5 separate regions of the Mus musculus genome follow, and regions 2, 3, 4 and 5 are each linked to region 1. The links are chromatin contacts, called in public Hi-C, HiChIP or PLAC-seq and promoter capture Hi-C maps. All regions are on one chromosome and are shown on one strand. Each heading gives the region's core, a stretch centred on a gene start, on an enhancer-like site or on the middle of the called end of the contact. The rest is flanking DNA. Distances are from core to core; before and after follow the strand shown.

Region 1 (4,201 bases), core at 708-3,207:
GGTGAACAGAAAACACTTGATGGCATCAAGAGTCAATGAAACACAACAATAAGTCAACTGTTAGGCATATTACAAAGCTTGAAGCCAGGCATGTGGGCAAAAGTCTCTAATTCCAGCATTCAGGTGGTAGAGGCAAGAGTATCTCAGAGTTTGAGGCCATCCTGTCTGTATAGAGAGATCTTGTCTCAAAAAACCAAACCAAACCAAACTAAACCAAACAAAAAAACCAAATGCTGGGGAAATGACCTTAAGGCAGGTAAGTTTTATAAAACAGAAACAAACAAACAAAGCCAAAAAAAAAAAAAAAAATCCAAGAAAACTAAAAAGGCCTAGCCTGTGAAAAAAGACCAGAACACTTTCTACTCTAATAAGGAGTATCTTTCCAGTTTTACAAGCTCTTGGCATGTCAAAGGTAATGTGTTTCTCAAGCTGCCCCTCAGTAGATCTCTGCACTGACTCCAGAGGGGCCGGGAGGGAGGGGAAAACTGCTGCTACAAGATTGAAAGGAACTCCACATCAGCTGAACCTGCTGCTGGGAAGGGCTTGGCTTGCATTGCTACAAAGGATTCAACTAAATGTTGCAAACCAGAGTTAGTTATGTAGCATTCACACTGTTGTGCACAAACCATTTCTAGAACGTTCTTTCCATCTCTTAAAACTCTGTATCCACTGAGGCAGCCTACTTGACTCAGGCACTTGATAAAATATGTTTCATCTCCTGTCTATTCCAGATACACTCCACTCCAAAAGTTTCAGTGTTCCTCCCTATGGTGTCTCTGTCTCAGACAATACTTTGGAAACAAGCAGGGAATGGATTCCTATTAGGTTTCTAAGTTCTTCAGTAAACTGCTCCTAGAACTCTGCTACTGTGCTAAGTTAAGGGTCTCAGAGGCAGATGGAAGTCTAGTCCTTCCTAAGCCTGTAGATGCTGGCCTGGTTAAACAGAGCAGCTCCAAACAGCCCTGGAGGCCACCCAGGGTTTCTGGAAAGAGCAAAGAGTTGTGGAGACCTGCGCAAACCACTGCCTAGATCCTGAGATGGGCCTTCACCGTGAAAGCAGTAGCTCCTGACACTTTATTAGGTTTGGTGACACTTGTCAGAACTGAGACCAGACTGTGATCGGGCCACTGGTAATGGTGCCCGGCCAGGGGAGTTTTACAGGGTCATGAGTCACCTTCCATGGCTCAGAGGTCCAGGCAAGGCCCGCCCTGCCTAAACAAACTCAGTTGGGAAGGAGAGAACAAGAACACAACATTGGCAGAGAGAGAGAGAGAGAGAGAGAGAGAGAGAGAGAGAGAGAGACAGACACACACACACACACACAGAGAGACAGACAGACAAATGACCAAGAAGTCAGTGTGACTTTCGGGCCCTGAACCAGAGGGCGGCCCGAGGGGGCAGAAGCAGAGTCAAAAAACACTGAGGCAAGGGAGGAGACAGAGGTAAAGACAAAGTCCAAAGGTTGTCACCACCAAAGATGCAAAGTATAAACTCCAGCTGACAAGAGGCCAGGTGAGGACAAAACAGGTGACAACGGTCTGACAAAGAGGCGAAACTCAGGGCAGCGAGGTTCTCCTTCGCGGCGTCGGTTCGTGCGTGGGTGGCTCGACCCGGAGGTCGCCCCGGGGGCGGATTCTCCAAGAGCTCCAGGCGGCGGTGCACCTGCCGCGGGGTGACCTTGGCCAAGAGGTCGCCCGGGAGGCCGCAGGACTCTAAGCCGGGGCGCCGGGGCTTCGGAGTCACTCGCGCCGTCCCGCATCACCGCCGTCGGAGGGAGAGCAGTGTCCCGTGTCGCGGCCACTCGTGACCCCGACCGCGACCTCCCGCGCGAGCGCCCAGCCTCCCCGCCCCGCAGTACCTTCAGACGGCTCCGCGCCCGTAGCTCCAGCCTACCGGAGCGTCCCCGTTGCCGTACCAAGGCCTTATTCTCCGCCGCCACCGCGGGGACAACTTCCGCCCGAGCCTCTCGTCCCTCGGATACGCTTTCTGATCCCGCCCTCGAAATTGCCAGTGCTTCCGGAGGCGTGTCGTCGACGCTGGGATGTGCGCATGCTCCAGGCGTGCTTTCGGGGCGGGTCTTCAGGAGAGCACGCGCAGGGTACTGGCGTCTGCGCAATGGTCTCGAAGAGTGAGATAATTTCGAGTTCGTAGCTCTGGAAGCCTTAGTGGAAGACTGACTCTTGCAATTTATACGCTCACCCCACCACCACCACCACCACCAAAAAAAAAAAAAAAAAAAAAAAGTAATAACATTTCAAGATGGCTTTAAGTTGGACTTAAATCCACTCGTACCTGCACCTGCTGAGTATCAGGATTGCAAGGATGTGTTCCCCATAGTTGGTGTAGGGTGGATACACAAGCTGGACCCGACACACATTTGTGTCTTAGGTCAGTTTCCCAGGTGTGCGCCTACTTCTTTTTTGTTTTTTTGTTTGTTTTGTTTTGTTTTCTTTCTCTCTCTCTCTCTTTTTTTTTTTTTTTTTGGTTTTTTCGAGACAGGGTTTCTCTGTATAGCTCTGGCTGTCCTGGAGCTCACTTTGTAGACCAGGCTGGCCTTGAACTCAGAAATCCGCCTGCCTCTGCCTCTGCCTCTGCCTCTGCCTCTGCCTCCCAAGTACTGGGATTAAAGGCTTGCGCCACCACCGCCCAGCTTGCACGCCTACTTCTTGGTTGGGCTCTGGAACTCAGCCGTATTTAGAGAGGAGGTTGGGACTCCCCGAGAGAATTATTCAAAGAAATTCTGGGAGGGCTGGAAAAATGGCTCAATAGTTAAGACTACTCATTTCTCTTCCAGGGGACCTGTGTTCAATTTCAAGCACCCAACTGGTGGCACACAGCCTCCCTAACTCCAGTTCCAGGTTATCTGTCTCCCTCTTCCGGCCTCCACTGACACCAGGCAGGCAAACAGTACCCAGACTTGTGTGCAGGCAAAACACACATACACATTAAAAAAAAAAATTTTTTTTTAGAAGTTCGGGGAAACAAAACGAAAGAAAACAAATACTGAAGCACAGAACTGGGAACAGGTGCGGAACATCTTGCTAGGGGAAAAAACGTGGGGATTAAGGGAATGGCTCAGTTGGTAAATCCTTTACAAAGCATTGCAACTTAAGGACCTGAATTCACTCCCAGAACCATATAAAAATAGCAGGTGTGGTGGCAGGATTTTAACGCCAGTGCTGTGGAGGCAGGGATCAGTGAGTTTCAGAATAACAGAGAACCTGCCTAAAAGGAGTGGCTGGCACTAGGGGTTTTCCTTTGACCAGCACAACCACATCTGCATGAACACACATACAAATACACATGCATATAAAAAAGAAAAAATTGGGGCTGGGGTTGGGGTCGGAGAGATGCCTCAGAGGTTAAGAGCACTGGCTGTTCTTCCAGAGGTCCTGAGTTCATTTCCCAGAACCCACATGGTGGCTCACAACCATCCATACTGGGATATGATGTCTTCTTCTGCATGCAGGCGTACAAGCCGATAGAGCACTCCTATACGTAAAATAAATAAATCTTTAAAAAAATGGAGATGGGTTGGAGGCTAAGCCGACTTGGGTGACATAGGCAATTCTGGGTCAACCTGAACTGTGCAATGAGGTCTTGTCTCAAAGAAGCAAAACAGTAAAACCCAACACATCTGACGGTAAAGCCATGAAGAATCAGGGCAGCTGCTCGGCATCATCTGAACGCTACAGTCCATCTCAGTCTTCTTGCTTTGCCTGCCTTAGTCCTTTTTGAAAAAAGTGGTGTATCATTTAAGGAGTTTATTCAACTCAACACTCCAAAATGCTTTCTCCTAATCCTCCTGCAGTGACCTCTATGTGTTCATTCTCTTTGTCCACTTGTGGCAAGAAGTTGATCACAGGCTATGCCTATCCGGAGCTAGTATCTCGCCGGCAAGAATTCACTCGGACAACCGGATTCTTCTATGGCAAATCTTTATTGCTTCATCTGAAGGAAGACCCCGAACAAGGAAAATGGTGCTGCTTATATACCCCTCCGTGTGACGTGTCAGCTCCTGATTAGCTGCTCACTCATCACCCCATGCCTGGCTGGAAGTCAAGTGTCTTAATTGGGTAGAAAAGGGGATGGAACACTTATCCTTGAACCTGATTAAAAGATATTTTTTGGCTAGGCATGGTGGCGCACGCCTTTAATCCCAGCACTTGGGAGGCAGAGGCAGACAGATTTCTGAGTTCGA
Region 2 (4,201 bases), core at 1,070-3,569, 1.7 Mb before region 1:
CCAAGACAAGCTTGGTCCTCCTGTGTGCAGGGTTTCAGGAGTAGGGTGGGGTGGAGGGAGGAGAGGGGATTGCTCATTTTGGTTTTTTGTTTGTTTGTTTGGTTTTTTTTTTTTTTCTTGAACACCACCCAGATTTCTCACTTTAGCAAAGTTGGAAATGAAAATGTGAACACACCTATTCACCACCACTAGTGCACTGTGATACTCTCTCCGGGTCTGGGTTCCTGAGGTTGGGGCCGGGGCAACAGTAGACGGTCAGACGGGGCAGAGTCCACGCAGGCCCTCACCGTCCAAAGCGGAAGCTGAAGCCTCCCTTCCTCCGGCTGTAGCTGCTCAGCTCCTCTGCCAGAGTCCCCAGAGGGCCGCTGGCCTTCTCCGAGTCGGCGGGCAGGAACCCTGCGGCCTCACTGCTACCGTCTTGCCTCCCTAGACGGAAGCCGGTGTGCTCCCTGTGGGAGGCCTGCTGCTCCCTGGCCACCACAAGCAGGGCCTGTGGCTGTGGATTTTGAACCGAGTTGGGGGGATGTCCCTCAGCCAGCTGGGCCCAGTTCATCCTGGCTCCGATGTCACCGATGTCTGTGGGTCCCCTTCTGTCCAGCAGGGGAAAGCAGGCACTCAGAGGGAGAAGTAGGGAAAGCAAAGGCCGGAAGCCCCTCATCTGAGCAGAGGAGGGAGAGAGAGGAGGGGGTAGTGGCCAGCATTTGGCCACATGCAATCCCTGGCCCCAGGCTTCCCAAGGTCTGGGCAGCCCTTGGAGGGATAGCTGCTGACTGTGCTTAGCCTGGTTCCCTAGCACCCAGGACACCAGGCTGTCGTAGCCACCGCGGGAGCCAGCTGGACCAATTAGTCTGATTCCTATTCACCTGTAGCCGGGGAGCTGCCTGCCTTGGTGGCTCAGTACTGGAATACCAGAGCTGCCAGCTGGCTTGCAGAGGTACCCGGGTGGCCCTCGGGGCTGTGTGCATTTGGGTTCAATTTTCTATTATAATTATTGACTCTTGGGCCGTAGGCAGAGTGAGAAGCTGCCGTGTTTTCAACTTGATAATGAATAGGTCTAGCAGCTCTGCTGGGAAACCCCACTGTCTCCCTAATTCAGGAACAAGTTGCTCTTGGGAGGGGGAAATGGGCCTGGTGGCCCTTGTGTAAGTCAAACTCCTACCTGGGGAGGAGCTAGAGGCAAGGCTGGGGACAGCCAGCACCCACTGAGCTCCCACTGGGCAGGACAGGCTCTGGTGAATGGGTTTCTCTGTACAGTAAGTCTGTCTACAGCAAACGCTGCCCCACCACACAGCTCTGGGCTCTAATGTCAGTGTGGTTTCTCCCTGTGCCAGTCTCTAGGGAAATGATTGCTTCCTGATGATAGCCATCCAGCCCACCAACCCCGGGGCCACCCCCCCTAGGACCTCAGGCACAGAGAGCCTCAGGGTTTGCCCTAGGTCCTACAGCTTTATAAGAAAGAGAGCTGAATTCAAGGTAGCCTCATTACTCTGTGCCCCCATACCTGTCTCATTGTCTCGAGGTCCCCCCCCCCACATCCCTTGGTGGGAACTGTTCCCTTCCCTCACAGAGGATGCTTGTGTTTGCAGTGACCATGGGTGAGCTGAGCCGAGCTGGCTCATCCTCTGAGGAAGCCCCTGAAGCTGGAAGTGGCGGGGGACGGAGGGGGGAGGGGGGGGGACAGGGGGGACGACTTCTTTCCAGAAACAGCTCCCTTGAAAACATTTCAAAGAAGTGAGCGCAGCCAGAAAGCTTCAAAAACAACAACAAAAGCAGCCCTGCTTTCTACCCAAATCCAGCTTGCTAAGCCCCCTAGTCCCCAGGGCCTGGAGTAGCCTCCAGTCTGCTGCTGCTAAAGGGGCTTCCTCAGGCACGGGTGGAGAGGGCAGGGCCCCCCACATGGGACAGACAAGTCTCATTCCCTTCTCCCCATAGAAGGGGAGGACCAGGAATGGTCTTTATCCCCAGAGATTAATACTTCCTGGCTGGCATCTAGGGCCGGCTGGCTCTGGTGGAACTTGAGCTGAGGATGAAGCTGCGGGTCTCCCACACACCCGCCCTTCCTGGTGTGTGGCTCGTGGTGCTGGCTGTACCCGCCTGCACCCAGCTCACCTGGAGAGCCTGGCCTCCCGTCCCTTGCTGTACTCACTGTGCTGAGGGCTGCTCTAAGAAGGGCAGGTGAGTCCCTGGACCCCAGTTGTCAGGCAGAGCTGCTCAGGTCCCGGTCCAGCAGGCATGGCTCTGGGGTTCCCCCGCTTTATAAAGCTCCCTGGAGAGGCGAGCCCCAGCCTGCCTGATTGCTATGCATTCCTAGCCCCAGGATTCCTTTGGGGCTGCTGGTGGTGAAGGAAGGGGCACCGTGGGCCAAAGGACAAAGAGACAACGCAAACAGGATGTGGTCTGATGAAGAGTGGCGGGCGCCACCCTTGCAGCACAGAGAGCATCATCACGGGTCAACCGCGGGCTCAGACACTGGAGGTTCCCGGTGGAGACATGGAGGCCCACTCTTGAGAACCCTGATGGTGGCCCTGCCTTGGTCTCCCTCCAGAGACGGTGGGCTTACAGAGGCAGCATCCTCACTGCTGAGAGGGCTTGGAGGGTCATGGACACCCAGTCCCTTCTGTAGGCAGATGAGGTGTTCTGGTATATGATATACCCCTCCTTAGGAGCCTCGGGAGACATGAAACTGGGCAGGAATTCTTGGTTCTGAGGGGTTCAAGGTTTAGAACTCATGGCTAAGCAGGTCCCTCTCGGGCGACAGCTCCAGCAACACACTCAGTCTGTGACAACAGTGGTATGTTCTGTCTCTCTCACCATGCGGCCTCATGGCTGGTCATACTTTCCAGAGTTGGCTGCCCATCCAGACATAAAGCCACAGGGCCTGCCCTTCTAAATGGCGGAGTATGATCATACCTACCTCCCCAGTGGCTGTCAAGGTGGCTGGGAGATAAGGCATCGAGTTAGCTAGGTGTAGACTTGGCAAAGGTGTAGGGCAGGTAATGAGGCCTTCCTCCCACACTGGCACCCTCAGGAAGGACAGGGTTGTCTGTCACCACCACCCCTAACCACACACCATGACTTCTCTTCCGCTGAGTCCACGGCTGGGTGCTGTTCTTACCGGCCGGCACCACCGCAGTGAGTGTGTGTCTGCAGGGGCTGTAGATACCTCATCTCCATAGCCTCCTCCTTTTACCAGACTCCCTCTGGATGCTGACCACGGGTGCTCTGGCCAAGGTGTGGTCACTGCCCATTCCAGGGCCACTACTCAGTGCAGTTCTTCCGGTGACTAATGACAATGCCCCACCCACACACCCTGGATTCAGCAACTGCATGGTAGGGTGGGACCCTTCCCCTGTGGCCCACTCAGTTCCTCAGTTCACACTGGGCTCCCACCTGCCGTGCTGTGACTATGGGGCTGGGAGGCCAGCTCAGACATTTGCTTTAATCAAACACTTGGCTCTGAGGGCTGGGCAGACTCCCAAAGCGCTTTTCAGGCACACTCCTGGGTTCCTGCCTGCATCTGTCCCTCTGATCCTTGAGCCCCAGTGTCTTCAGCTACTGTCCGCCATGATGGGGGACCTTGCCAGCAGCTGCTGTCCAGGCCAGCGTGGAGTCTGGAGTTGAGGGTGTTTCTGATGTCATCGAGCAGGATGGGCCTTGTCAAGGTTAGAGGCTGAGCAAAGAAGGAAGCAGTGTTACAGGAGGAATTGGGGTGGGGGGTAGCTTTCCAGGAGGTTCCAAGGCTCTCTGAGTTGCAGTCCTGAGGGCACAGGGCTCCATGCAGCCTGTCCAGGCTTCCTTGCAGCCTGGCTTCTGGACCCATCTGTGTTTCTCATGGTGTGAGGGAGGGCTGAGACTGGGTGAGAAAGGGTATATTCATGACAGCCAGTCTGGGCTGTGCCCTTGCAGGTTCCTGGTTTCATCTGAATGATCCCCCCCCCCCCCCAGAATAGGACCCAGCTTGGAACACCATATGGCTATGATCTCCATCAGCCCCGAACCTCTGAAATTGATGATGTCACAACACTCCTCAAGTCATGAAGAACACACCCTTCTCATAAATGTTCACCACCACTGGGGTCTCCCCAGTCTCCTCACAGAACCCCAGGGAGATTTCTTCCCTCAGTCCTACACCCTGTAGATGGCTCGTCCTCAAGCCCCTTGATAGTTCTAGAGAGTTCTGTGAGATTGGGTCGGTGAGACC
Region 3 (4,201 bases), core at 853-3,352, 1.3 Mb after region 1:
CCCCCAGTGATAATCCAGGGCTTTATGCATGCTAGGTAAGTGTCTATCTTGAGTTACATTCCAGCTGTTGACACAACATAGCTTTTGAAGTTTCTCAGCTAATGTTTTCCTTCTGTCTGTAAGGCTCATAAGGGATGAACATACATCAAACTGTCAGAGGCCTTAAGATCTTTATTAAGATAAAACAGGTTAGCCAGGTGGTAGTGGCACACACTTTTAGTACCAGCACCCAGGAGGCAGAGGCAGGAGGATCTCTGAAGTTTGAGGCCAGCCTGGTCTACAGAGTGAGTTCCAGGACAGCCAGGACTATCCAGGAAAACCGTGTCTTGAAAAGCAAAAACAAAAACAACAAACAAAACCCGAAAGAACCACCTCCAAAATAAAGAACTCACAGGGTGTCAAGGAAGGCAGCCATGCAGCGGGTGCAAATCAGAACATATGAAAACGGCATAATGAGACATGTTGTTTTATAGGCTAACTTAAAAATTGGATTTAAACTTTTTTTTTTTGAGAGCCAGGCATAGTGGTGCACACCTTTAATCCCAGCACCGGTGAGGCAGAGGTGGGGGCATGTGGTCTCTGTGATTTCTATGCCTGCCTAGTCTACATAGTGAGTTCTAGGACATCTAGGGCTAACCCTGCCTCACCTTGGCCCTAGCATGCCATAGAAACCAAGTTTTCTGGTCTCTATCTTTTTGCTGTTATTTTCGGACAGGATCTCACTCTGTGGCTTTTTGGGGCCTTGCCTGCAATACTGGGCTTTCTGTTGCTCCTCTGACTTTCATAACTTGCACTGCCTCACCCAGTGGGAATTTAATAAAATTAACAAGCATTCTGTGGTAATTACTGCCGCCCCTATCTTTCCTTCCTGTAAATTTTCACACTGCTAGTGGATATTTAAAGCCAGTTTCAAGGAGTTGGCATGGCTCTGTGGTAGAGTGTCTGTTTAGCATGGGCAAAGCTCTGGGTTCAAGTCCCAGAAAATTTCAAAGGTTATTTAAAGAGATTACCCCTTTCCAGTCTCTCAAGTTACTGCTCCTGCCTCAGGGATTAGCAATATACATCACATACACCCTCGGCAGGAAGGCTTAATCAGGACTTGGGTTTAGACCACAATATATATGACTGTATCCATTTAACCACCATATTACAGGAGTCATTCTGAACGTAATTATCTTTTCTTTTAAACTCATTACTCATTTAGAGACACGGTCTTATGTACCTTAGGCTAGCCCCCACTCATTATGTAGCCAAGGATGACCCTGAACTTCTGCTTCTCTTGCTGCCACCTCCCAAAAGCTGGAATTACAGGCAAACACCACCATACCTTTTTATGCCTTCTGGAGATCAAACCCAGGGCTAAGTTCTCGATAGGCAGGCAGTCTACCAATTGAACTACACCCTTACATCCCTGAATGTAACTATCTATTTAAAAGTCTGTAATCGGCCAGGCATGGTGGTGCACTACATGGCACTAGAGAGGCTTGAGGCAGCAGAGGCCAGCTTGAGCTACACAGTGAGACTTGTCTCAAAATAAAAGTAACAGAAAAGTATCGAAACTAGATTCCAAAATGTTAGCATGTCCGGCCTTCTGATTCATTCCGATAACTTACCAATGGACCTGCAGAGTGTAGAAGTGAAGGACAAACGAATGAAGAAAGGGAATTAAAGGAGAGTTGGGCCGATGAGGCCCACAAGCGGGCTAGGCTAATGACCACAGGGTCAGCCCAGAGCTTAGAGGGGCCGGCGTGGCGGGGACTCTCCTAGCCACCTCCTTTGCGTCCCCTCTGCCGGCCACATCTCCGCGCGAAAGAAGTCGGGGTCAGGGAGAAATGGCTGCCAGCTTTCCCCAAAACTGACCGGCCGGAGACCATGGGTACTACCCCTCCCACCCAGTTCAAGCCTACTGCCTTAAGAGACCTCCAGCCCAGCACCTATTACCTGCCGCAGCCCCCGCATGTCCTGGACGTGGCTCCACCCATGGGGCGGAGCTTAGGAGCCCGTCCTCTTCCCCAGTCCCGGAAGCGCGTCCAGGCCAACCGCTCTACGCCTCCGGGTCTCCGGGACTACGCGCCAAACTTAGTCAGGGCCTCCCGGAACTCTGCGTACTGGTTGGCATCCGGTCCATAACTCCAATTTCGGGTCCCGACGGAGTTTGTTACAGCAGTCCTTAGTAGTGACTTCTGAAGGGGAAGGATGGGTTGGAACTCACGTAAGCCAGGCTGACCTTGAATTCTGCTTCAGGCTCCCGAGTGAGATTTCCTGCATGCCATAGGATGCTAGGTTTTGCCTGTGCAGGTTTGAGGTTGGTTCAAACTGTGGATCCTAAAGCGGGTTATTTCCATAATCGCTGTTTGTGGTTACAGCACGTTCCAGACCACAGGCCCTGGGCTTTCCGGGAGCTCACAGGCTGAGCAGAGAGATTAAACACGAAGGACAACTAGGAGGTCCTATTGTAAACGCTGAAGAATAAAAAGTTCATTGACACTGTATGTTCTTGGGGAAAGTTATTAATACTTTTGGTGTCTTCTCTCAGCGACACACAAATTTTAAGATTTCCATAGAGGTTGTAGTCGGGAATTTTTATGGAGGCCCAGAGCTGGTCCTTTGTAAAAGCCGTGATTATTTTTATCTAGACACAAACTACCTCTGTTGACAGCTTCATCTGCATCCTCTCTGATCTATGTCCTAGCTATAGGTGCCCCGTGACTTTCCTAAAACAAAGATAGCTCGCCTATGTGCCTATGTGTGAACAGAGTACCATACTCTGAGCTCACTAACTTCCCTCAGAACTCAAGACAGCCTAGAAACAGAAGTAGTGTGTCTTTAGTGGGAGAGGGAAGACAGACTGGCTTCAAACAAGCTCCCGCACTAAATGGGAAATGTCTGACGAGTCTGCTCCTCTCTGAACCCTAGTTTACTCATAGATAGAATGGGAATAGCAATATCGGAACACAGCTGTCTAGAGAATTTACTAGTGCAAGTAAAAGAAAAACTTGGGTTTTAATTTTGAGACAGGGTCTCATGCAGTCCAGGCTTGCCTCCCATCTCACTGTATACCTGAGGATGGTCTTGAACTCCTGATTCTGCTGCCTCCACCATACAAATGCTGTGATTTACAGAAAAGATTTACAATGCTCCCACTCCAATTTATTTATTTAGTTACTTGAAAATATAACCAAAATTCATGGACAAAGTAAAATTGGGCTACAGCTCTCTTCACAACTTTGCCATTATATTTCCAATACCTGAGTCTTTGTGATTGCCTGTAATTATCAGAAAGCTCCCATAGACTGCCAAAGAATTTAGAGGTATGCACTCACTCTGCTTTCTTTTTTTTTTTTTTTTAAGATTTATTTATTATATGTAAGTACACTGTAGCTGTCTTCAGGCACACCAGAAGAGGGTGTCAGATCTCATTACGGGTGGTTGTGAGCCACCATATGGTTGCTGGGATTTGAACTTGGGACCTTCGGAAGAGCAGTCAGTGCTCTTACCCGCTGAGCCGTCTCGCCAGCCCCTCACTCTGCTTTCCTTCTGGAGAGAATCAGGGCTAGGTTGGCTCTGCCATGTGCCCAACATATATTTAGACAGCGAGTCCTTCTCAGAGCTCCAGAATGTGCCTTGGGCCTTTTGGTTTGGATTACACCAAGAAGCCATGCTGGAAGGGTATATTATCAAGAAAAAATGGACTATCAGATGGTTTACATTGTAGAAACCAATTCATTTAGACTAGAAATCACATTCTAAGTTCTTGGAGGGATGTTTGAATTCTGTTTTTAAAAATGAGAGTCAAGGGGCTAAAAAGATGACTCAAACAAACCAACCAAGACAAATTCTTTTGTTTTGTTCTTCTTTTTTTTTTCTTTAAGATTTATTTATTTTACGTATATGAATACACTGTTGCTATACTCGGACACACCAGAAGAGGGCATCAGACCCCATTACAGATGGTTGTGAACCACCATGTGGTTGCTGGGGATTGAACTCAGGACCTCTAGAAGAGCAGCAGTCAGTGCTCTTAACCGCTGAGCCATCTCTCCAGCCCCTCTTTGGTTTTTTTCGAAACAGGATTTCTCTGTGTAACCCTGGCTGTCCTGGAAATCACTCTGTAGACCAGGCTGGCCTTGAACTCAGAAATCTGTCTGCCTCTGCCTCCCAAGTGCTGGTATTAAAGGCGTGAGCCACCACCGACCGGCCA
Region 4 (4,201 bases), core at 1,063-3,562, 1.3 Mb after region 1:
GCTCTTCCAAAGGTCCTGAGTTCAAATCCCAGCAACCACATGGTGGCTCACAACCATCTGTAATGAGATCTGATGCCCTCTTCTGGGGTGTCTGAAGACAGCCTACAGTGTACTTACATAAAATAAATAAATAAATCTTTTTTAAAAAAAAAGAGAGACAGGATGAAACTGAAATTTGATTTTAGTGTAAACTGACTGCTGTAATATATATACAGACAAGCTTGAAATGACATGAAGTTGTAATGTGGTCAAGTAGTGATTTCCATTTTTCCCCCCTTTGAGGTAGGGTCTCAACATGTAGCCTTGGCTGTCTTTGTACTAACCAGGCTGGCCTCTAACTCAGAGAGATCCCCTGCTTCTGCCTCCTACGTGCTGAGACTAAAGGTGTGCACCAGTAGATTGGGCTTAGTGATTCTATCTTAATACTAGTCTGATGCAACCCAAAGGAAGATCAATGTTATGACAGTATTACAAGCCTGACTGAAAGAGCTGTGTGATGCAACTTCTATAGCAAGGATGGAGTTGACTGAGTCACTAATCTTTGAGGAATGAGAAAGGAAAAAAATTCCTGAACACTGATTCATAGGCTCAACATTTTAGTGACTGTGCGTGTGATGTTTTAGTAGTATTTGCACAGTGTACTTATGAAGCTCAGAATACATTTAATAGGAATACTGGAGTCATTTCCTGCCTGTAATAAATGGCCCAAGTAGCCTTCATAAGCATGTCTATAAGGACTTGGGGTGCAGAGATGGTGGACCTGAGAGTTCAAGGCCAGCCTGGTGGACATGTTGAGCTCCAGGCCTGGAGACAGATGTCAGTTGTGTAGCATGCATAGATGCAAGTCCCATGGTAGTACATGCCTATGCCTGAAGTTCTCAGCACTTGGGAGGTATAGATAGAAGAAACAGAAGTTCAAAGTCATTTGCTACACAGTTTGAAGACTGGGGGTGCATGAAATTTGTCTTTAAACAACAAAAAAGGGTGGTGGTGGTGGGAATCAATAGTATAAATTATGGAGTAAAATCAACCGGGTTATTAACTATATTCTCAGCACTTATCAATCGACCATTCTAGCTATTTAATCGCTCTTGGTCTCAATGGTCTCTTCTGGAAAATGGGAAAAATGTACCAAGACTTGAATATGAATAAATGACACATGGAAAACACATAGGAGGATCAGTAGTTATAGACCAGCTTGGGCCTGTGTACAATGCCTCTCAAAATACATAAAACAAAACAATGAAGTACATAATAAGCTCAAGTAGTAACTTGTTTTGTTTGTCCCCCAACATACTATTATAAAAGAGTAAAGCATCAGCAAGACTTTTTTGTCTGCTAAACGTCTTTAGCATTATCAGCCCTATTCCAAGAGTCGAATAGGGTGGTGTCAAGAAGGAAGAGGGAAAGAGGAAGGACTTATAAATAATAACCAGTGTCATAAATGGAAATGCTATGCTAGAACAGGTTAGCGAACAATAAGGCGCTACGAGAGAGAGAGAGAGAGAGAGAGAGAGAGAGAGAGAGAAGAAAAGATACATCTCATGGTGGAAAGTGCTCGTTTGACCATAGTACTGAATCTCCGCGGCGGAGAAAGGGAATAGGTTACAATTGGCCAGGCCAATCCTGGGACTTAACCCCGGCAAAGGGAAGATTCGAAAGGCCTGGAAAGACACATACGGCTAGCCTTGGGGTGAAGGAGAAACACGGTTAGCTGAGAAGCACCAGGATTCTCAGCGAGGCAGAATCCAGATCAGGCCCCAGCTCGAGACGTGCAGGCCGGGCGAGTAACAGGGCCTGGACTCTGGGACATCCGAGAACGTGTGGAGGCTGGGGAGGGCGATCACAGCTGAGGCCGGGCAGCTCAGGACGCGGGGAATCGAGGAGGAGAAAGGCCGCGTACTTCTTCAGAGTGAGAGACAGAAAAGGAGACCCCGAGGGAACTGACACGCAGACCCCACTCCAGTCCCCGGGGGCCTGGCGTGAGGGGAGGACCTGAACGGTTACCGGCGGAAACGGTCTCGGGGTGAGAGGTCACCCGAAGGACAGGCAGCTGCTGAACCAATAGGACCAGCGCTCAGGGCGGATGCTGCCTCTCATTGGTGGCCGTTAAGAATGACCAGTAGCCAATGAGTCAGCCCGGGGGGCGTAGCAATGACGTGAGTTGCGGAGGAGGCCGCTTCGAATCGGCAGCAGCCAGCTTGGTGGCATGGACCAATCAGCGGCCTCCAACGAGTAGCGACTTCACCAATCGGAGGCCTCCACGACGGGGCTGTGGGGAGGGTATATAAGGCGAGTCGGCGACGGCGCGCTCGATACTGGCCGAGACAACACTGACCTGGACACTTGGGCTTCTGCGTGTGTGTGAGGTAAGCGCCGCGGCCTGCTGCTAGGCCTGCTCCGAGTCTGCTTCGTGTCTCCTCCTGACCCCGAGGCCCCTGTCGCCCTCAGACCAGAACCGTCGTCGCGTTTCGGGGCCACAGCCTGTTGCTGGACTCCTAAGACTCCTGCCTGACTGCTGAGCGACTGGTCCTCAGCGCCGGCATGATGAAGTTCACTGTGGTGGCGGCGGCGTTGCTGCTGCTGGGCGCGGTGCGGGCCGAGGAGGAGGACAAGAAGGAGGATGTGGGCACGGTGGTCGGCATCGACTTGGGGACCACCTATTCCTGGTAAGTGGTATCCGTCGAAGGAGGAGGGGGTGGGGAGGAGTGGGGCGTGGCCTCCGGGGCCAGCGTGAGAAAGTGAGGTGCTGATTCCTTTTCTGTGGGGTTTCCCCGTCAGCGTCGGTGTGTTCAAGAACGGCCGCGTGGAGATCATAGCCAACGATCAGGGCAACCGCATCACGCCGTCGTATGTGGCCTTCACTCCTGAAGGGGAGCGTCTGATTGGCGATGCGGCCAAGAACCAACTCACGTCCAACCCCGAGAACACGGTCTTCGATGCCAAGCGCCTCATCGGACGCACTTGGAATGACCCTTCGGTGCAGCAGGACATCAAGTTCTTGCCATTCAAGGTCGGACCCGTTTTTTTTTTCTCATGCTAATGGGGCGGCTGGGGTGATAGGAGTATTTAGGGGTTGCCACTTGGCCAAAAACACTGTTCAAAGGACTTAAAAGAATGTGTTCGGAATTTATGTAACGGTTTTACATCTAGTCGTTTTTAGTGTGTTATAAAACATGACACACTGTTAACAATGTCTAGAAGTTGAAACAGACTAAAACTGTCGATCTATCTACAATACAGCTGTGCTCAGTTTTAGTTGTGATTTCCCCCTAAGGGACAGAGATGAATCAAGCTATGGGAGGGAGGAAATGGATTTTTTTTTTTAAATCGTTTGTGGTGTCATTGTTTCCTCTTCGGAAAAATTACCTTTAAATTACTTTATGCCATAGGTGGTTGAAAAGAAAACTAAACCGTACATTCAAGTTGATATTGGAGGTGGGCAAACCAAGACATTTGCCCCAGAAGAAATTTCTGCCATGGTTCTCACTAAAATGAAGGAGACTGCTGAGGCGTATTTGGGAAAGAAGGTGAATAACGTGTGAAACAGTGTTGAGTGTTTGATTGCTGTTGCTCCCCCTCGATGACTTGTGTAGGGAAGCCTTCATGGTTTGAAACCTTTCAATTTTTTTTTAAAGATTTATTTATTATTATACATAATTTCACTGTAGCTGACTTCAGACACACCAGAAGAGAGTGTCAGATCTCATTATGGGTGGTTGTGAGCCACCATGTGGTTGCTGGGATTTGAACTCAGGACCTTCGGAAGAGCAGTCAGTGCCCTTACCTGCCGAGCCATCTCACCAGCCCCAGAAACCTTTCAATCTTAACTTTTAGTGATTTAGTGTTTTGTGGGAGGTCAAGGTATATGCTAGTCAGCCTTTATGAGTTACCACTGCTTAATTCTAATGACAAAAGCGTATGATATAGCAGTAAACTGACTTAGAAACTGTTGTGGCTTGACTAGTTGATAAGAGTGACAGAAGTGAGAACACCATGTACTTCAATCATCTTTAAGTATGATTGCACGGTTGTCCTTCTAGGTTACCCATGCAGTTGTTACTGTACCAGCTTACTTCAATGATGCCCAGCGACAAGCAACCAAAGATGCTGGCACTATTGCTGGACTGAATGTCATGAGGATCATCAATGAGCCGTAAGTATGGGACTCAGAGCTCTACCATATTCCCAAGTGGGGGGG
Region 5 (4,201 bases), core at 828-3,327, 1.3 Mb after region 1:
ACCCTGTCTCAACCCCCCCACCCAAAAAAAAAAAGCAAAACTCCTATCAGTACAAAGGAAACCAATTATACTGACATATTATGAAATGTAAAACTGACATGTATGTATAGCTACATCTTATTACATAAGATAAGATATAGCAGAAACTCACAGACTCAAAGAAATCCATCAACAAACATGATATTTTGAGAATGCTCCAACTGTAAACATAACACAAAAATATCTGTAAATTCTATTGGTGACAAACTCACAGGGATTGCTAATACTACTGTGGTTTGGTACTTGTTTTTATAACTAAAGGCAACAGTTTCAATTACTGGTTTGTAAATAAAGGTGTAATTTTACCTTCATTCTCACTAAAGACATTCTATCTACATTCAATGCACCGAGGAACCACGAGTTGGAAGCTCTAGTTCCCAGACCTCATCCTTTTTGCTCAAACTCAAAATTTTCATTTTATTAAGTTTAATTTAATTGAGTCTTAACGTTAAAAAAACCAGAGTCCTCGTCGTTCCTACCGCTTATCTGACTCCTCACCTTATTTCACTTTATTTAGAATTATGCCTTGGATCCCGCTCGTTTCTGAGGTCTATCCAGGCAGCACCCGTGACAATTCTGTCCGTCAATAAAAGTCGACAATTGAAAGAAGAGAGATGGACAGAACGGACACTTCAAGACCACCAGCAGCAAGTGCACAGACGCCAAGCCCGGCGCGCGTTTGCGGGTGCACGGCGTCCCCAGCCCGGAGCGTCCGGCGCGTCCCTGGCGGCGCTCCCAAGCCATTCGGTCCGCTCCTGGCCTCCCGGGCTCGGCTGCCCACCTGCCCCGGACGCCCACAGAGGCGACCCGCGCTACTGCGCCCCTTCCCGCCCCGTCGCGCTCCCACCCCATCCCCCCCATGCGCCCTGTGTCCCCGCCGCCTCAGGCAGGCTGCCGGAACCCGCACGCCGCCACCCCTCTCGCGGGGCCCGGCCGCGCGGCTTCCCACCCGAGCGACGCCGGGCACGGGGCAGGCCCGGGGCCCGGGGCGGGGCGGCCGTCAGGCGCGGGCTGCGGTGCTAGGCCAGACGGCGGGGCACGCGGTGCGGACCGGCCGGGGACGCGCACTCACCGGTGAGGTCATGCGGAGGACGGCGCCCAGGTCCTCGCTGGACTGCCTCTCGGCCTCGGAGCCGTCGCCCTCGCTGCGAACTGCCACCGCCGCCCAGCCGCCGCCACAGATCGCCAGTCGGTTTCCCTGCCTCCTGCGGCGGCGCTGCCCCCTCAGCAGTGCGCGTGCGCGGCGCCGCGGGGGCCCCTGGGATCGGTGGTCCGGACCACGGCCGCCCTTCCGCTCCCGGTCGCGAACCGCCTTGCCAGGACCTGTACGCCGATCCTCCGCCCTCACGTCTCCGTGTACCTGGTGCTAGAGAAGACGGGTGGAAGAAAAATGACACTCCTCTCTTGCTCGGAACATCATCCAATAGCCAGCCTCTCTCTCTCTCTCTCTCTCTCTCTCTCTCTCTCTCTCTCCTCTCTCTCTCTCTCTCTCTCTCTCTCTCTCTCTCTCTCTCTCTCTCGCTCTTCCCCTTTCACTTAAAAGCTATGCCAATTGGACGGTATCTTCATTTTTAACTTATAAATATAATTTCCCACTTCTCGTTTTGTCGATTTTTATTGTAACTGTGTTATTTAAAAATAACATTACATTAAATAAACTGTAAACTGTGTTACATTAAATAGGCTTAGGTCGGTTTTGTTTTTTCAAAAAAAAAAAAAAAATGAAAGGACGCGTCAAGTTAGCAGAAGTGAACAGTCCCAGAAACCTTAGAGCTAGAACATACCTTAAAGGTCATCGGTGCAGCTCCCACCCAAGCAGGAATGGCCTCCACGTCTCACTTCTGTTTCGGATGTTCCAGTATCAGCTCACTACCTCTCAGGAGTACAGCCTGCTCCTCTCTGTTGCACAGCTCTAAATGTTAGAAAGTTCTGCCTTCTGCTGAGCTGAAATCTGCTTCCCTTGTCTTTCCTCCCTTTGCAGGTAGTTATTCTGCCTGGAAGCAAGGAGAATTGGTTCCCACTTGACAGCCCTTTAAAATATTGAAGACAATGAATATATCCTGCAACACCACGAGTCTCATGCTCCGCCCCCAAGGTGGGGGGAGGGGGAAGTGAAAACTCATCTTCCCAACTATTCAAACATAAATCAGATCCCAGACAGCTTTCCACCCGTCTTCCATACACCTCCTTTAAAAATCATCAGAATTGAACTAGCATGGTAGCTCTCACCTGTAATCTAAAACCTTTGGGAGGCTGAAGCAAATGTCTCAGAATTAGACAAAAGTTTAAACCAGCCTGAGCTACACAGGATGTCTAGACCAGCGGGAGCTATCCTTTGAGACCCTGCCTCAAAAGGAAATTCTTTTGTCACAATTTGCTTCCTATTTGCTACTTTGTTACAATAGCATTGTGGGTATCAAGTAAAATGTCTTTGGTACCATGTTGCCATTCAACAGAGTTCAATTAAAGATTATCAGTCGGGTCTGTTACATTGTACAAAGCACCAACCAGATGAAAAAGCAAGTGGATACAATTTACAATATAAAGTGGAGAGTATCTCCCATAGATTGAGTTTTGTAACAATAAACTAAATTACAAAGTGCTATGAAGAATTACAAAGTGTTATGAGATTCCAGAGAAAGAGACCATATTGAATTAAGAAATCAAGACCTAGGCTGAGTTTTGTGGCCCATGACTTTAATCCCAGCAGTTGGAAGGCAAAATCAGACCAATCTCAGAGTTCCAGGATAACCAGGATTATACAGAGCCCCTGTCTCAAAAGGCCAAAGAAGAAAAGAAAGAAAGGAAAAGAGATTTGGCTGTGACTAGATTCCAAGGTAGATGAGTCAGGATCCCAGCACTCAAGAGGCAAAAACAGGCAGGCGGAGGCAAAAACAGGCAGGCAGATCTCAAGGCTAGCCTAGTCTACAGAGCAAGTTCCAGGACAGTGCTACACAGAGAAATCTTGTTTAAAAAAAAAAAAAAAAAAAAAAAGGAAAAGAAAAAGAAAAAGAAAAAGAAAAAAAATCCAGAAAAAGAGAGGGGGAGGATATAAAATTTGTAGACTGCATAAGGGAAAACCCCCTTGAACAGAAGATTGTGTTCAAAGGCTCCAGAGCTCCAGAGCACAAAATCCACCTGCCTCTGCCTCCCAAGTGCTGGGATTAAAGGCTTGTGCCACCACTGCCCAGCTTGAAGAAAGGCTTTCAAAGACACAAAAGGAAACCTTCAAGTAAAGGCATTTGCCACCAAACCGAACCACCAGAGTTTGACACCAAACACCCCACATAGGGGAGGAAGGATAAATGACTCCTGCAATATTTTCTGACCACCACTGTGGCAAAAACTTGCCCCCCATAAACAAACAAACAAACACACAAATAAATTGTGTGAATGTATAAATGTGTAAATACATAAATGAATATACATAAATAAAAAGAAAGGGAAGGGTTCTAAAGAAGCTAAGAGTTATGAAGTAAGTAGATTGTGCATTGTAAGTACAACGAGAACAGGAATGTTCGGTTCACTGGCCTGAGCCCTGTTCTGTCTGTCACCTACAGATGGAGTGCCTGACCTAGACAGACAGCTTTTAATCTTCCCATTCAGCATTCCCAAAGAATGTAACATTCTTACCAGAAACCCAAATCACTACCACAATGACTCTTGTTATAGTAGGCTGTGAAGTAGCTATTACACTCAACACACTTTACATGTGGGAAAGCAAAATATATGGTCAAAATAAATAAATTTGGGAAAAAAAATTATCAGAATTTAGCAAATAGTGCTGCTCTGTAGGGAGAGCAACTATGCTCTTTCTAGAATTTGTCATGGTGATAATTTTTTCCTTACTATTGTTTGGGTGTGGTGGTTTACACCTGTAATGGCAGCATTTGGAACATGGAAAGAGGAAAATGGAGAGTTTGAAGCAAGCATAGGGTATCTGAGACTCTGTTTCAAGAATGAATAAATAAAAACAATGAATTCTATCCAAAGGCATTTTTTTTTCTGATACACAACTCCACCAACCACACTATACAGGCATATCAATTATTTGTGCACAGTCACAAATTCTTACTGAATCGTGCTAGGCATGGTGGTACATACAGGTAATGTCAGTGTTTAGGAGGCTGAGACAGGAGAATCACAATTTGACGCCAGCCTA

Evidence for each region. Promoter capture Hi-C pulls out the DNA fragments that hold promoters and counts their contacts. A called contact is a pair of places that touch in the nucleus more often than the background predicts. HiChIP or PLAC-seq counts read pairs in DNA pulled down with a chosen protein or histone mark. Capture Hi-C pulls out chosen DNA fragments and counts their contacts.
Region 2: a promoter capture Hi-C map of liver shows a contact between it and region 1, with 2.4 times the contacts expected there. The contact joins the promoter of Qrfp here to the promoter of Zbtb43 in region 1. A contact is called at or near these places in 1 of 39 promoter capture datasets (pre-B cells) and 1 of 9 other capture datasets (liver).
Region 3: a Hi-C map of B cells shows a contact between it and region 1, with 6 read pairs. The contact joins the promoter of Rabepk here to the promoter of Zbtb43 in region 1.
Region 4: a promoter capture Hi-C map of liver shows a contact between it and region 1, with 4 times the contacts expected there. The contact joins the promoter of Hspa5 here to the promoter of Zbtb43 in region 1. A contact is called at or near these places in 4 of 39 promoter capture datasets (cranial neural crest, hippocampal neurons, liver and 1 more), 1 of 484 Hi-C or Micro-C datasets (B cells) and 1 of 115 datasets of contacts at active chromatin or transcription factors (embryonic stem cells).
Region 5: a FOXA1 HiChIP or PLAC-seq map of pancreatic cancer cells shows a contact between it and region 1. The contact joins the promoter of Gapvd1 here to the promoter of Zbtb43 in region 1. A contact is called at or near these places in 2 of 39 promoter capture datasets (cranial neural crest and hippocampal neurons), 1 of 484 Hi-C or Micro-C datasets (B cells) and 1 of 115 datasets of contacts at active chromatin or transcription factors (pancreatic cancer cells).

What each region holds. Positions count from the first base shown.
Region 1 is chr2:33,466,575-33,470,775 of GRCm38.p6, forward strand. Zbtb43 (zinc finger and BTB domain containing 43) reads right to left here and starts at 1,958. Exons shown (of 3, transcript NM_001025594.1): 1 at 1,859-1,958.
Region 2 is chr2:31,808,261-31,812,461 of GRCm38.p6, forward strand. It overlaps Qrfp (pyroglutamylated RFamide peptide), which reads right to left and starts at 2,320. Exons shown (of 2, transcript NM_183424.4): 1 at 2,147-2,320; 2 at 1-658. The coding sequence starts at 658. The coding sequence ends at 284.
Region 3 is chr2:34,797,810-34,802,010 of GRCm38.p6, forward strand. It overlaps Rabepk (Rab9 effector protein with kelch motifs), which reads right to left and starts at 2,103. Exons shown (of 8, transcript NM_145522.4): 1 at 1,942-2,103. The coding sequence starts at 1,959.
Region 4 is chr2:34,769,778-34,773,978 of GRCm38.p6, forward strand. It overlaps Hspa5 (heat shock protein 5), which reads left to right and starts at 2,313. Exons shown (of 9, transcript NM_001163434.1): 1 at 2,313-2,369; 2 at 2,452-2,669; 3 at 2,782-3,013; 4 at 3,393-3,530; 5 at 4,044-4,156. The coding sequence starts at 2,545.
Region 5 is chr2:34,753,155-34,757,355 of GRCm38.p6, forward strand. It overlaps Gapvd1 (GTPase activating protein and VPS9 domains 1), which reads right to left and starts at 2,078. Exons shown (of 27, transcript NM_001356441.1): 1 at 1,824-2,078; 2 at 1,112-1,405.